Regions from separate parts of the Mus musculus genome. Here all the other regions are linked to region 2. Evidence: chromatin contacts called from public Hi-C and HiChIP or PLAC-seq data. All regions are on one chromosome and are shown on one strand. Each heading gives the region's core, a stretch centred on a gene start, on an enhancer-like site or on the middle of the called end of the contact. The rest is flanking DNA. Distances are from core to core; before and after follow the strand shown.

Region 1 (4,434 bases), core at 1,827-4,326, 130 kb after region 2:
ACAAAGTTCAAGGTGGGTCCAAGGTGGGAAGCTTACCTTCTCCACCATGATGGACTGCATCTTTAAACTAAGAGCAACATCAGCTTGCCCTTCCTTAAGTTGCCTTTTTTCAGGGTACTTGTCACAGCAAGGGGAAAGGTAACTAAGGTAACCCCTTCCATCCCATACCCCTCAGCTTCTGGTAACCACTGTTTTATAGTTAATCCATTTGAGATCAACTGTTTTTATATTCCTCACATGAGTGAGATCATGCAGCACCTGTCTTTCTGTCTGGCTTATTTCACTTAACATAATTGCCTCCAGTTTTACTCTACAATATGACAGGACTTCACTTTAATGGCTGAGTAGTGTTCCATGGTATGCATGAGACATATTTTCTTTATCTATTCATCAGTTAATGGGAACAGGTTTATTATCACACTGATCACACACACACACACACGCACACGCACACACACACACACACAGATGATTGTTTTAGCTCCTTGGCAGTGAATTAAAGAGAACTTGAATGGACATGCTGTGAATCTATATTGTGAAATACTGTAATATCATATGTGAGCTTTAGAAACACTGGCGTGACCTTTGAGGTCTAGGATTTATCATGGTAGTACAGTGATGGCCTTCAATATTCGGCAAATGTCAGGTTAGGTTAGCACCAGGGTTTTTCTGAATCCTAGCCTATGAAGATTGAAATTGCTTGGACTTCTGGTTTTTGTCGTTTAATGTTTGGTCTCTAATTAGACAGAAGTGATTAACATATCTCTGTAAACCTTTCTTTCCTTAATCTGATCCTTTTACATGAAGAATCCTTGTATGGAAAAGATCTTCACATTAGGGCTTTTTTTTTTTTTCTTTTTTTTTTTTTTTTGGTCTGTCCTTAGAATGTCCTCTTCTATCTCCATGTGAATCTCATCATATAAGGATTAAAGCAATTAATTAGCCAATTCGTGAGTGATTCCTTCTGACAAGCTAGCCACCTTCCTTTAGCAAAAGTACAAGAAGAGCAATTTAGAGGACAAGCATTAAATTCACTAATTAAATTAAATACAAAACCAAAGCCTTCTGGGGATCATATTTCTTTGGCAAAGCAAATAGGCATTGCATAATTAATACTTAGATTGCACTCATTTATTTAATTATAGAGCCTGACTTTAAGGGTACATTCATAAAACAACATTAAATACCAAATGGATTTGTATATTAGAACCTGAACATTTCTATTAGATTTTCAGGTAGCGATTTCCTTGTGGAAATCTATGAAGATTTTTTTCTCCAAAGTCATAAGATTTTGCCTCTATCTTTCTAAATCTCAGAAGAGCAATGTACTGAATGTACCACACATACTAATATCCTGGCTGAGCTGCTGGTGTGACAGGAATGTCATTTGCCACTTCTGATAGATGTCATCACACAGAAGGATGGTGATGGCAGTCTTCCCTTGGCAGTGAAAGCATCCTTGGGTCTGGTACTCCATCAAACTGATCGGGGTTAGTAGGGCTTGAACCCACGGCAGGATTCTGCCTCAGAAGCAGTTTCCTGCCAAATTCCTATGAAATCAGAAACCCATTCTGCTTGGTCCACCTTCATGCGCAACAAAAGCAGTGAATGGTTAACTCTGCAAGTGGGTGTTGATTAAAGATAGCCTGAACTTTTGTTCTAACAAATCCATCATAAGTACAAAAAAGTACCTTATGATGAAAATTTCTGTAATTCCAAATCTTAGCCTGGCTCAGATCGAATGTGCTCAGAGAACTTACAACAGTCAGCCACACTTGGAAAACATCATCTACTACAAAGGCTACTTCATGATAAAGTGTTGACAACCTTCTGTAAACCCTTGATGGATGGCCTCAATAAGAGCAAGAACAGAGTGGCAGCTGGGGTACATTTTATCACCATCCTCAAGTTGAAAACTCACCAGAGGGCCCATCCTCTGCTAGGGATCAGGTGTACGTGGTCTGAAAGTCAGGATGGGGACCTGAACTGGGGCTAAGAATTTCAGAGTAAAGATTTCCCAAAATGGGGAAGTGAAGGGCTATGACAGTATGTTAGGTGCTGGCTGGGGACTGGTGGAGTGGGAGAAGGAAGAGGATGTGACAGATTCAGTTATGACTTTGCAGAGAAGGAGATCTTAGAGGGGCTCCCCACAGAAACCACTGGAAGGGAGCTGCTGCTGCCACTGCCGCCACTACTGTTGTCTGCAGGGTTAAAGTTCAGGGAGGCTGGGGCTACAAGGAAGAAGAAAAGGAAGTTAGTGTGAGCACAATATGAGAAAGAAGAGTAAGGCCAAGCTAGCCTGCAAGCTTGCTTAGGTGTGCATCGGAGTACCCCCAAAGAGCATCTCTTTCTGTCTTGGAGAACAGAAACAGGAGGGTGTGGCCCCCCCCCCCCCCCATGCAGGGAGCAAAGCATAGGTCAGCTTGCACAGTAGTGACAAACCTTCTTAGTCAGTTTGGACAGGTGTGAGCTTAAACTGGGATAGAACTTAGATTGTAAAGCCAAATTTAGAATCAGAGAAACAATGGCTCAGACAAACAGCAACAGGGACACTCTGTACTGGAGCTGGGACAGGGGACTGTAGGGCTCTGACAGCAGCAAGAGCTGCCCTAGACAATGCAGCCACTGTAATGGTATGACAGCGACCTGGCTAAGCTCCAGCCACCAGTGGCCTTTGCATCAAAGTCTGGAAATTAGGGAGAAAAAAAATTTAAATGTAAATCAACAAGAGTGGACAGAAAAACAAGAGAAACTGAAACCAAACTGAAAACCCGAATATCCTTTTAATTTGAATTGCACAGTGGTGGAATAAAATGTAATGTTGGAGAATCCAGAAACAAAATTGCTACACATCTCTCAGTGATGGGGATGTATCTGAGAAGCCACCTCGAGGCAGTTTCATCACTGTGTAAGTCACTGTTCTGTTACAATAACAAACATCTGAGCTGGCCAACAGATAAGAATAGACTAGCTTCCTCAGTTTTGTAGGTTCCAGCCAGTCCATAACTCACGGACCTAATTGTTTCAGGGGCTGTGGTGAGCCAGCACGTTGATGCAGGAGAGCATGGTGAAGCAAAACCATTTGCTTCCTGGCTAGGGAGGGGGGAAGATGGAAGTGGCTGCGGCTACACAATGCCCGTCTGGAGCACTGCTCTGTGGACAGAAATTCTATCCCGTCTCTTGAAGCCTCCACCTCCACTGCCACCTCCTAGCAGTGCCTTCTGGAGGCCAGGATTTCACGCACACGTTCAGGGGACACTTAAGGTTTATATGATAGCAAGCATATCACAGACTATATATAATTCCTTGAGCTAAGAGAACCGTTACATTAGCGGATATGTGATATGAACACATATGCTAGGATTTATACTCCCATGGTGAGACAAGTCTGCATTGCTGTGTGCCTTTCTTTGGGGACTATAGACTGTTAGGAGGCATACAGTTGACTCCATCACGGGTGAGGTTTTTTTTTTTCCAGAAAAGAGAAACCAAAAGGCATGCAGAGCAAGGGGACCTTAAGTGTTATCAAGGGTCTCTAGGTAATGTTGCTAAGCTCTGAGTTCTGCTGAGAGACAGGGAAAGAGGAGGCAAGATAAGGCTAACACTATGATCCTGAGGATGGACTGATGGGCCTGATTTTTTTCTATTAATTATTTTATTTATTTAGATCCAAAATGTTGCCCCCTCCTAGTTCCCCCTCACAGAGTTCTTTCCCCTATCCCTGACTGAGGCCAGACAAGGCAATCTGTTACATATGTGCCTGGGGCCTCAGACCTGTCCCTCTATGCTTTTTGGTTGGTGGCTCAGTCTCTGGGAGCTCCTAGGAGTCCAGGTTAGTTGACACTGTTGGTCTTTCTGTAGGATTGCTATTCCTTCAGTTCCTTTAGTCCTTCCCTTAACTCTTCCATAGGGGTCAAAGACCTCAGTCCAATGCTTGACTGTGAGTATCTGCATCTGTCTAAGTCAGCTGCTGGTAGAGCCCCTCAGAGGACAGCAGTGCTAGGCTCCTGTCTGTAAGTACAACATAGCATCAGTAGTAGTGTTAGGATTTTGTGCCACCCATGGAACAGATCCCTGCAAACCCTAAAAGATCATATGACTATTTATTCACTTAATTCGTTAATTTTTAAATTTTTAATTGTTTTATTATTTACATCCCAAATGTTGTCCCCTTTCCTGGTCCCCCTTCCCAGAGTTCTTCACAGAATCCCTTTTTCCCTTCTCCTCCACCCACCCCACCCCTATATCCCTCTTCCCTGGGGCATCAAATCTCTACAGGATTAGGTGAATTCTTTCCCACTGAGGCCAGACATATTAGCCAAAAGTACCTATGATACAACCCACAGACCATAAGAAGTTTAACAAGAAGGAAGGCTCAAGTGAGGATACTTTAATCCCACTTAGAAGATGGAACAAAATAATCACAGGAGACAG
Region 2 (4,709 bases), core at 184-2,683:
TTTATCTTTTTCCACTTTCTTGAATTGAATAGTTTTTTATTTATTTTTTCTTTTTAATCTTTCTTCTATAATAGATGTGTTTCAGTCTGTGCATGTTTACTCAAGTATAGCTTTGCCTGAGTCTCATTTTGAGTTTCATTTTTGCCCTTTACTTATCAGTTTGTCGTGTCATTTTGAATCTTTTTAACCAAACAGTTGTTTGAGAATGAATGATGTATTAGTTAGGATTTTACTGCTGTGAACAGACACCATGACCAAGGCAAGTCTTATTAAAAAACAGCATTTAATTGGGGCTGGCTTACAGGTTCAGAGGTTCAGTCTATTATCATCAAGGTGGGACCATGGCAGTATATAGGCAGGCATGACACAGGAGGAGCTGAGAGTTCTATGTCTTCATCCAAAGGCTGCTAGTGGAAGACTGACTTCCAGGCAACTAGGGTGAGGATCTTATGCCCACACCCACGGTGACACACCTACTCCAACCAGGTCACACCTATTCCAACAGAGCCACACCTCCAAATGGTGCCACTCCCTAGTCCAAGGATATACAAACCATCACAAATGAGAAATATAAAATATTTTCAACAAAGGGCTCAACTAAAATGGCAAATATATTTCTAAAAGTCAAAAAGAAACAAAAGAAATAAAGAAAAAGACACTTGGCCAAGGGTGAGCTGGAGGGATGGTTGGCTTAGGATGTAAATACTAAATGTCATAACCTTGAGAGCCAGAATCGAGCCCTGAGCTTAAACCCTGCCTCACCCACGGAAAGACAATAGAAAAGAATACTACCCACCCACCGGGTAAAAGGAGCTTGCAACCCAAACAGATAGACTTTCTAAGACTTTCCTATTTCAGGCATAACCCATTGCAGTAAATTTAGGAAACACCGTAGCATGTCAGGGGCACACCCCTTTCTCAGATACAACTATGGGCAAGGTCCCTTCTAAAGACCTTGGCTTAGGATTTGAGGGGAGCAACAATTTAAGTTAGCTTAAAGTGGGCTGGAGAGATGGCTCAGCGGTTAAGATTGCTCTTCCTAAGGTCCTGAATTCAAATCCCAGCAACCACATGGTGGCTCACAACCATCTGTAATGAGATCTGACGCCCTCTTCTGAAGTGTCTGAAGACAACTACAGTGTACTTACATATAATAAATAAATATTAAAAAAAGAAAGAAAAAAAAAGTTAGCTTAAAGCATTCCAAGTTGATTCTTTCCTGGCTTGGGAATTCAGCGGTCTGAGATAGGTTTCAGGGCTTAAATTCAAAGTCTATCAGGGTTCTCCTGGTGCTGGCTCTGGGGGAAACCCATTTCCTCTTCTCTTTCAGCCGTTAGAAGATGCTGCATTTCTTGACCCTGGACTCTGCCTCCATGTTCACAGCCAACAGCTTAGCATTTTGGAGTCTCCCTAGCTCTAATCTGTACTTTCGTCTTCGCAGGCCCTTATCTTTCTGTCCCACCTGTCACAAGACCTTCTGTGATGATGACCTTCCTGTTCTATAAAGTCACCAGCGATAACATGGGGCAAATGGACAAATGAGGCTCCACTGAAGGATCCTAACCCCGGTTGGGGGGGGGGGGGCTGTGTGAGAGGTGAGGAGTAAGGAGGTGAGTGAGGGGATGCGAAGATGGGTGCGGGGGGGGGGGAGGTAAGGGAGTGAGGGGGGGGTAAAGGGGGATTCTTTCCCTAATTATTGCTGCCAAGTTCTTTTTTCAGATTTTTTGACCATCTTTAAATTGGGATGTTCATTTTCTTATTGTTGAGTTTTTAAGATCCTTTGTGTCTTCTAGATACAATCTTTTACTAAGAACATGTTCTAAACACGTTCCCCCCACCCCCGTCTATGGTTTGTCTTTTCCTCTTCTTATTCTTAGCAATGTCTCTAATGGCAGATATTTTACATTTTGATGAAGTTTTTTTATCCTTTTCTTTTCTTTTCTTTTTTTCTTTCTTTTTCTTTTTTTTTTTTCTTTTTTTTTTTTTTTTGGTTTATGTTGTAGATAAAACCTTACTACCCAAACCAAGGGCTGGTGTGTGTTTTCTTCTAGCTGTTTTAGAGTTTTCTGTGGTAGGCTTTAGGCTGATCTTTCTGAGTTCATTTCTTGTGAAAGGCATAACGTGTGTGTGTGCATGTATGTGTGTGTGAATATATGCGTATGTGTAAATATATGTGTATATGTGTATGTATGTATGTATATGTGTTTATGAATGTGTATGTGTGTGTCTGTTGTTATAGCATCGTTTCTTGGTGACCATCCTTCTGCCAGTACTTCCTCCGCTCCTTTGACAACACTCAGGTCACTAAATTTGTAGGGTCTCCTTTAGGACTCTGGATTTTGTGTTCTTTGATCTGTCTACATATGATATTGCCAACAGTACAGTGTCATGGTCACTGTAGATTTTATAGAAAGGTTTTAGGTGGCAGCATCAAGTCTCGAACTTCATCCCTCAGCATTTTTGGTGGCCACTCTGGGTCTTTTGCCTCCCTGAGTCAACTTTAGAAGGAGTTATGTCAATATCTGTGAAAGAGCTTTGGGGGTTTGGGTTGGAACTGTATAGAATCCATAGATCTAGGTAGGGAAGAACTCACATGTTAATGTGGAGTTTTCAAAGCTATATTTTATATGAAATGTTTGTTTAGAGATTCAAATAGGTATTTTTTGTCAAAAACTTGGCAGTTTTCTAAACATGGTTTAGAATATAGTTTAGTACACTTATACTTAAGTATTTCATTTGGGGGATAGGCTGTTTGTGGACCATATTGTATTTTGGCTTGATATTCTAATTAATCGTCGCTGCTGTGGGAAAGCATTGTGCATTCTATGTTCCATTATATGTTAATCCTGCATTTCATGAACTTGGACCTTATCCCAGGATCCTACATCCCAGGTGTCAGTTTTCTCTTTTTGGTTGTTTTGAGACAGGTCTCTTTATGCTGCCTTGGCTGTCCTAGAACTAAGTCTGTAGACCATGCTGGCCTCGAAGTCACACAGGTACACTGGACTCTGTCTCCCAAGTGCTGCGATTAAAGGAATGTGCCACCAAACCTGGTCATTTTAATTTTTATCTAGTGTAATATTCTACATAGACAAATCTCCCCTGTCAACAAAGTCACTTCTGTCTCCTCCATCCTTACCTCTTACTAATTTGTCTTTTAACTAAATTGCAGCAGCAGGGACTTCCGGTATAACGCTGGGAGCAGTAAGAGGGGCCCTCCTTGCCTTACATATAATGGCATCTGCAAGATTTTGGTAAATGGTCTCCAGGAAATACTCTTCTTTTTTTCCTGATGCACCAAGAGTTTTTAACCAGGAAAAATGGTTTAATTTGTGCCAAAGTGTTTTCTTCATCAATTGACATAGTTGTATGATTTTCTTTTAAAGCCTGTTAACATCAAGATGGCGGTGCCTGGTGTTTCAATGTTGAACCAACCTTCATCTGGGGGATAACTTCACCTTCCTAGTCTAGCTAGTGTCTGTATGTATCTGTATGTAATCTTGCTGTTCAGGTCATACTGGCCTCACAGAGTGAGTTAGGAGATGTTTCCTCTGTTTCTATCTGGAAAAATTTGTTGAAAATTAATACCACCCCTTTCTTAAATGTGGGTTGAGTTTAACCTGCCAGCCTGGTGCTTTCTTTTATGATACACTATTATTATTGGTTACTTTAATAATAATTACCTAGCAAGAATATATGATTTTATTTCATTTGTCTGACAATTTCTTCATGTTCCAAAGTTGGCTTCATCTGAAGTTAATATAATTATTTCAGTGTTCTTTTGCAAGGTGCCTTTCATTACTTTGCTTTTAACTTGTATATATCTTTCTATTTAAACCACAGACAGCGTAAAGTTGGGCTCTTGAAAACGAATCCACTTTGACCATCTTTGCCTTTCAATTTTTGTTTAGCTTTCACTTTTATTATTCATTTTTCAATTCTCATTGAAATAAAATTGACAAAAATTTTACTTATACTTGTTTAGAATATATCTGATCTTTGTTGCCTGCATGCACATGCTATAAGCTAATTAGCATGCCTGTCACCCCGAGTAAGTACTGTGTGTGTGTGTGTGTGTATGTATGTATGTATGCATGTATGTATGTGAGTGTGTGTGTGTGAGTGTGTGTGTGTGAGTGTGTGTGAGTGTATGTGTGTGAGTGTGTGTGAATGTGTGTGTGTATGAATGTGAGTGTGTATGAGTGTATGTATATGAGTGTGAGTATGTATGTGAGTGTGTACGTCTTAGAAACATTAAGGATATACTCTCTAGCAGGTTCCAAGTCTGCCATATGATGTTGCTGCTATTGTGTTGGTGCTGAGCTGCCCAGCACAGCACTGACTGTAGTCACCCTGCTGTGCAGGAGCTCCAGTGTCTCTATCCTGCCTACCTGAAACTCTGCACTGTTTGACCTGCATCATTCCTTCCCCAATTCTCTCCTTCAGCCCGTGGGAAGCTTCAGTCCTCCACTCTCTTGGAGTTAACTTCCTTACTTTCCAAGTTCTGTGCCTGGCTTCTCACATGAATGTCCTCCAGCTTCATCCACACTGTTCCCAATGACCGGATTTTTTTTTAATTTTTTTTCTATTTTAAGACTGGATAGATTCACTCCCCTCCCGCACCACCCCCGAAAGCCCCCATTACATCCTATTCTGGCCTGGTGTGATTTTTTTTCAATGTCTATTTTTAATGATGGTTCTTAAACACT
Region 3 (4,457 bases), core at 1,157-3,656, 140 kb before region 2:
TATGTCTGCATCTTATTTAATGCATCCTCCAAGAGCAGATAAAACTATTCCTGCTGCAACAGACCAGGAAACAGAGGCTCAAAGGTCCAGCAACTTGCAACAGTTGCTAACTGAACAGTTACTAACTTCATGAGGCTCCTAAGGCCACACTGGCTTTCTGGCATGGGACAGTCAGAGCACCATCTAGAACCCTGAAATTTCCATTAGAGCCTGTGAGTGGTGTAGCTCCAGACACTGGGAAAGAGCAGGTGCCAAATGAGAGAACGGGGTGTGGCTGGGATGCCCCGGAGGCAATCCCAAGGCAATAAAATGGCTTGAATTGTGATCGCTGTCTGGGATTTAGAGAGCAGACACAAGGCTGCTCTTGATTTACTCTAGCATTTCTTCAAGTGTGGCTCAGAATCCTGAGGTACTCTCAGAGGCCTGCAAGTCAAAGCTCTTGCTTGTTTGATGTTTGTTCTGAGACAGGACCACATCTGCATTTAAAATCTGGCTTGAAATTTGTAGCTCAGGCTGGCCTTGAACTTGTGATCCTCCTGCCTCAGCCTTTTGATTGCTGAGGTTACCAGCACAACAACCACATCTGACAAAACTGTTTTTGTAACACTGAGGCACTACTTGTCTCTTTACTCTTGATAGTCACAAGGACATTGCACACACACAGTGGGCTCTGTCCTATGAAGCAGTGAGGAGTATCTGTCATGGAGATACCACAAACCCCTAGCAACTGAATGAAAAGTCCCTGATAAAGCAGTGAAGGGTCTTGACTCTGAAGCACACACCTTTCGCATTCTGAACAGAGCCATGCAGAGAGCATGTCTGTTTCAGCAATGAATGCTGCTCAGAGTCATTTTCCTGACAGGAACAGTTATGGCCGAAACAGACACCTTCTCGTCCATAAAGCAACATTTGTATCCGAAAAAAGAAATGACAAATAAACTGTATTTGTCCAGACCTGAGAAACGGACACTTTTTGACAGTGACTGAAACTGCAAGGCTCTGTGCCCTGGAGGAGCTGGGTTCTGTCATTTCCAGCATGGCTGATGGGACTTTGAGGTCAGTGGTAATGGGCTACCAAATGAAAACCAGACTTTTGGAAAACTGTATCTGCCCTCAGGTTCCCATGCATGGAAGGCTTTCTATGTGACCAGTAGGGATGGTCACATGATTTTTGATACTCTGTAATTCAATATGTCAACATTAAGAGAACCTGTGTTAATTAAGGAACCGCTATGTCTCCAGTGAAACAGGTATGACTATAAAACCACACACTGGGACCAGTGCTTGCAACTGACCACGGGTATTAATGAACAGGGTACAAATGCTCCAGGCTAACTAAGATAGCACTGACATTAAGTCTTGGTGTGTTATTAAAGAATATCTACAATTACTCCCCAAACTCCACATCTCTCCTTCCCAACTACACATTTGTGTGGACTCAGCTGTTTTTCCCAGTTACTCATGCAAATACCGCTAAGTATTGACAGCAGGATCGGACAGGACATTTCAACTGTCCCTAATGAATCCACACAGTACAGAGCCCTGAAATCAGGGGCAGGAGAGGACTAGGAGGGAAGGAGGCGTCGGGAGGAGTGCACCATATACAAACACGAAAGCCAAAGGACACATTTAACTAAAACAAAATGTAAAGCCATGGGGGTGAGCTGTGTGAGGGGAGGAAGGGGTGCAGAATTCCAGATGTGAGGTGAATAAATAAATTAATTAATTAATAGAAAGAACTGTAAAACCATGAGGCTTGACTCACTAATATTTTGCTTTTGAAAAATACAGCTGTCATAAAAATTCATTAATATGTAGTAGTTTAATATTATTTAAAATAACTATAAATATCAATAGTTTAGTGTTTCTCATAAATTTCTTTCAAGCAAAGATTTATTCTTATTTATATGTAAGGGAATACAAGGGAGCCTATATATTTATATGTAAGGGTTTATGGGGGCGACCAGAAGAGGGTGTCAGACCCCCTGGAAGTGGGAGTTAAAGGTGGTTATGAGCCGCCAGATCCTGGGAACTAAATTCGTGTCCTCTGGAAGAGCAGCAAGTACTCTTAACTGCAGAGCCATCTCTCCAGCCCTGCTTCTATTTCTAATACTGTAGATATCTAGACATAACCAACAGAAGGCAAAGCTTTTTAGGGTGCTCTTTTGTGCATGTGAATGAATCCTAAGATTAAACAAAACAAAACAACCAACCAACCAACCAACCAACCAAACAAACAAACAAACAAAAAACCAAAATCCTTAGAACTGAGTACCACAGATCAGGGGAAGATGAACTTTTTCAGGGTCAGAGAGTAAATATCTTAGCCTCATGGTCCATACAGTATCTCTGGTCACTGCTCACGGTGCCCCGTACAGTGTGAGAGCATAGATAACACAGAAACCATGCACGTGATGACACAGCAACAGAACTTTATAAAGATGCAACCCCTCTTGGTCTTGGCATACATACACTGTCAGAGTTGGCTGTCTAAAAGTCAGGTCATGTCACTGAATTCAGAATTCTCCAGTGGTCTCATTTTAAATTGTTGGTATGTCTGATCTCAGGCTTTTCCCTTTGTCATTTCTCTTGAGATGGGACCAATGCCACCCTTCCAGATGCACCTTACCTAACATCCTAGCTGGAAATGTATGCCTTGGTAGGCCTGGTGGTACAGGCCTGTGGTCCCAGGCACTAGGCAAGCTGAGGCAAGGTGTTAACACTCAAGGTCTGTGTTGGCTTCTGGATGAGTTCAATGCTAGCCTGGGCTAACCTTGTCTCAAAATAAGAGGAAAACTGGCTGAGATTGTGGCTTAGTAGTAGAGTGCTTGTTTACTGTTAATAAAAACTAGTGTGACGTTCCCCCCGTTCATTTCCATCCACAGCGCTCATTATTTATCAATAATAATCAATAATAATGATAGTAATCATCCCTACTTAAAGATCTGTTCGGTTTTCTTTTATCATCGTATGTGTGTGTTTTATGCACGTGAAGTAGAGGACAGGAGGCCAACTTCTGGGAACCAATTCTTTCCTTCTAGCCTGGATTCTGAAGAGTGACCTTGGGCTATGAGGCTTAGGGGGCAAGTGCCCCCAGTTTACCTGCTGGGCCACCTTGCTGTCCCTGGTCTGTTTAACTCATAAACTATCCCCAGCACTTAGCTACTACATGGCATGTGGTACTACATGGCATGTGGCTGACATGCTTGTAATAACATGGGCTGCTTAATCCTACGTGCTGGCAACTGCCTGCTAGATTCAAGCTCTTGAAGCACCCTGACCATTTTGTTCACATGATAACATAAACAATATGGGCGAGTAGGCTTGTGCAAATGAACGTGAAACTTATTGAAAATTATCAAAGTCAACCTCACCTTTAAGTCGTATTTCCTATATACAGATAGCCGGTGGCTGAACACATTCCTTGTAACAATCACATATATTTCCACTCCATCGACATTAAGCCGGTACATTCCCAAGAACTGAGGAAGAAGTGTGACCCCATGACATTCCACTATATACTGTATAGGAGAGAGAGAAAGGAAAAGTAGCTGTCAAAACGTGGTGTATCGTTTATATAAAGTAGAAATGTCCAATTCTTGAGGTTTTATTTTCGGAAAACATTTAAGCTGCTTTATGCTGCTCACCTATCAGATCTGTGTTCTCTCTCTATATATAAATCTGAACATTTAATCTTACCACTAAAGATATTCTTTTCCTAGTAGCCCAACTAATCTGTAATGTCAAAATTGAACACAGTGGCTCAAGGCAAGAAAGGAAACCCCTTTGAAGTGAAGGACTGTCCACCTCTGTCCTCCTCCCCCTCCCCTGAGAATGATTCACCACTAGATCAAGACCTTTGAGGGTAGTGAGGCAGAGGGTGAAGAAGAGGATGCTGGGAGTCTGGTGCTGGAAGCTTGGGTGTTCTGCTTTCCATCTTGATTTCAGTGGGTATGAAGGGGCCCTGAGTTAACGACAAGTCAGCTTTCTTTGACTAGGTGCTAGGTGCCATCAAGTCCCAGGGTTGCAAAAACACAGCATGACTTGGGTCATACGCCAATGAGCCACAAGAGGGAGCTACTTCCTCTTGGAAGTAGCCATTGATAAACTACCACAGGGACCTTTAAAATGGGTGTGTGTGTGTGAGTGTGTGTGTGTGTCTAAATGAGCCTTTTGTGTGTGTGTGTCTAAATGAGCCCATGACACAGATTAAACCTCCAGCATAGTACCAACACCCCAAATCCAATGTTGTAAACACCCTACCCATTTGCCTGCACCAGATGCCTGGAAGGATGACTACCAATGTTTTAAGGGTTGTATTTTGGATTATTCTGGGGAGTGTGCCTGTGTGCATGTGCATGTGTATTGCATACATGTACCTCAGTGCTGAGGTTACAGGTACACGCTCCCATGCTTGGCTTTTTACATGGGCATCGGGGATTCAAACTTGATCTTTA

The links. Hi-C and Micro-C count contacts between places; a contact is called where the count stands out from the background. HiChIP or PLAC-seq counts read pairs in DNA pulled down with a chosen protein or histone mark.
Region 1: a Hi-C map of the G1E-ER4 cell line shows a contact between it and region 2, with 2.0 times the contacts expected there. The contact joins two enhancer-like sites. A contact is called at or near these places in 3 of 39 promoter capture datasets (the C10 cell line, the HPC-7 cell line and hippocampal neurons), 13 of 484 Hi-C or Micro-C datasets (CD4 T cells, the G1E-ER4 cell line, LSK cells and 9 more), 1 of 115 datasets of contacts at active chromatin or transcription factors (neural progenitor cells) and 1 of 9 other capture datasets (liver).
Region 3: an H3K4me3 HiChIP or PLAC-seq map of fetal liver shows a contact between it and region 2, with 4 times the contacts expected there. The contact joins two enhancer-like sites. A contact is called at or near these places in 5 of 39 promoter capture datasets (the C10 cell line, the HPC-7 cell line, neutrophils and 2 more), 1 of 15 datasets of contacts at CTCF or cohesin (the NIH/3T3 cell line), 13 of 484 Hi-C or Micro-C datasets (B cells, CD4 T cells, CD8 T cells and 9 more), 2 of 115 datasets of contacts at active chromatin or transcription factors (fetal liver and microglia) and 1 of 9 other capture datasets (liver).

The regions. Positions count from the first base shown.
Region 1 is chr2:19,143,480-19,147,913 of GRCm38.p6, forward strand. No RefSeq gene overlaps it. Among named protein-coding and RNA genes, the nearest start is that of Armc3, 53 kb to the right of the region's middle. Within about 2 kb of position 3,077, at least 100 of the 459 cell types and tissues checked have an H3K27ac peak or open chromatin away from gene starts, as enhancers often do. A contact at or near this core is called in the G1E-ER4 cell line and the HPC-7 cell line, where this site is marked.
Region 2 is chr2:19,010,243-19,014,951 of GRCm38.p6, forward strand. It overlaps Gm33592 (a long non-coding RNA gene), which reads left to right. Exons shown (of 4, transcript XR_374032.2): 3 at 1,442-1,610. Among named protein-coding and RNA genes, the nearest start is that of Gm33592, 5.8 kb to the left of the region's middle. Within about 2 kb of position 1,434, at least 16 of the 459 cell types and tissues checked have an H3K27ac peak or open chromatin away from gene starts, as enhancers often do. A contact at or near this core is called in the G1E-ER4 cell line, the HPC-7 cell line and fetal liver, where this site is marked.
Region 3 is chr2:18,868,910-18,873,366 of GRCm38.p6, forward strand. Pip4k2a (phosphatidylinositol-5-phosphate 4-kinase, type II, alpha) reads right to left here. Exons shown (of 10, transcript NM_008845.4): 5 at 3,375-3,521. Among named protein-coding and RNA genes, the nearest start is that of Gm33534, 7.9 kb to the right of the region's middle. Within about 2 kb of position 2,407, at least 10 of the 459 cell types and tissues checked have an H3K27ac peak or open chromatin away from gene starts, as enhancers often do. A contact at or near this core is called in the G1E-ER4 cell line and fetal liver, where this site is marked.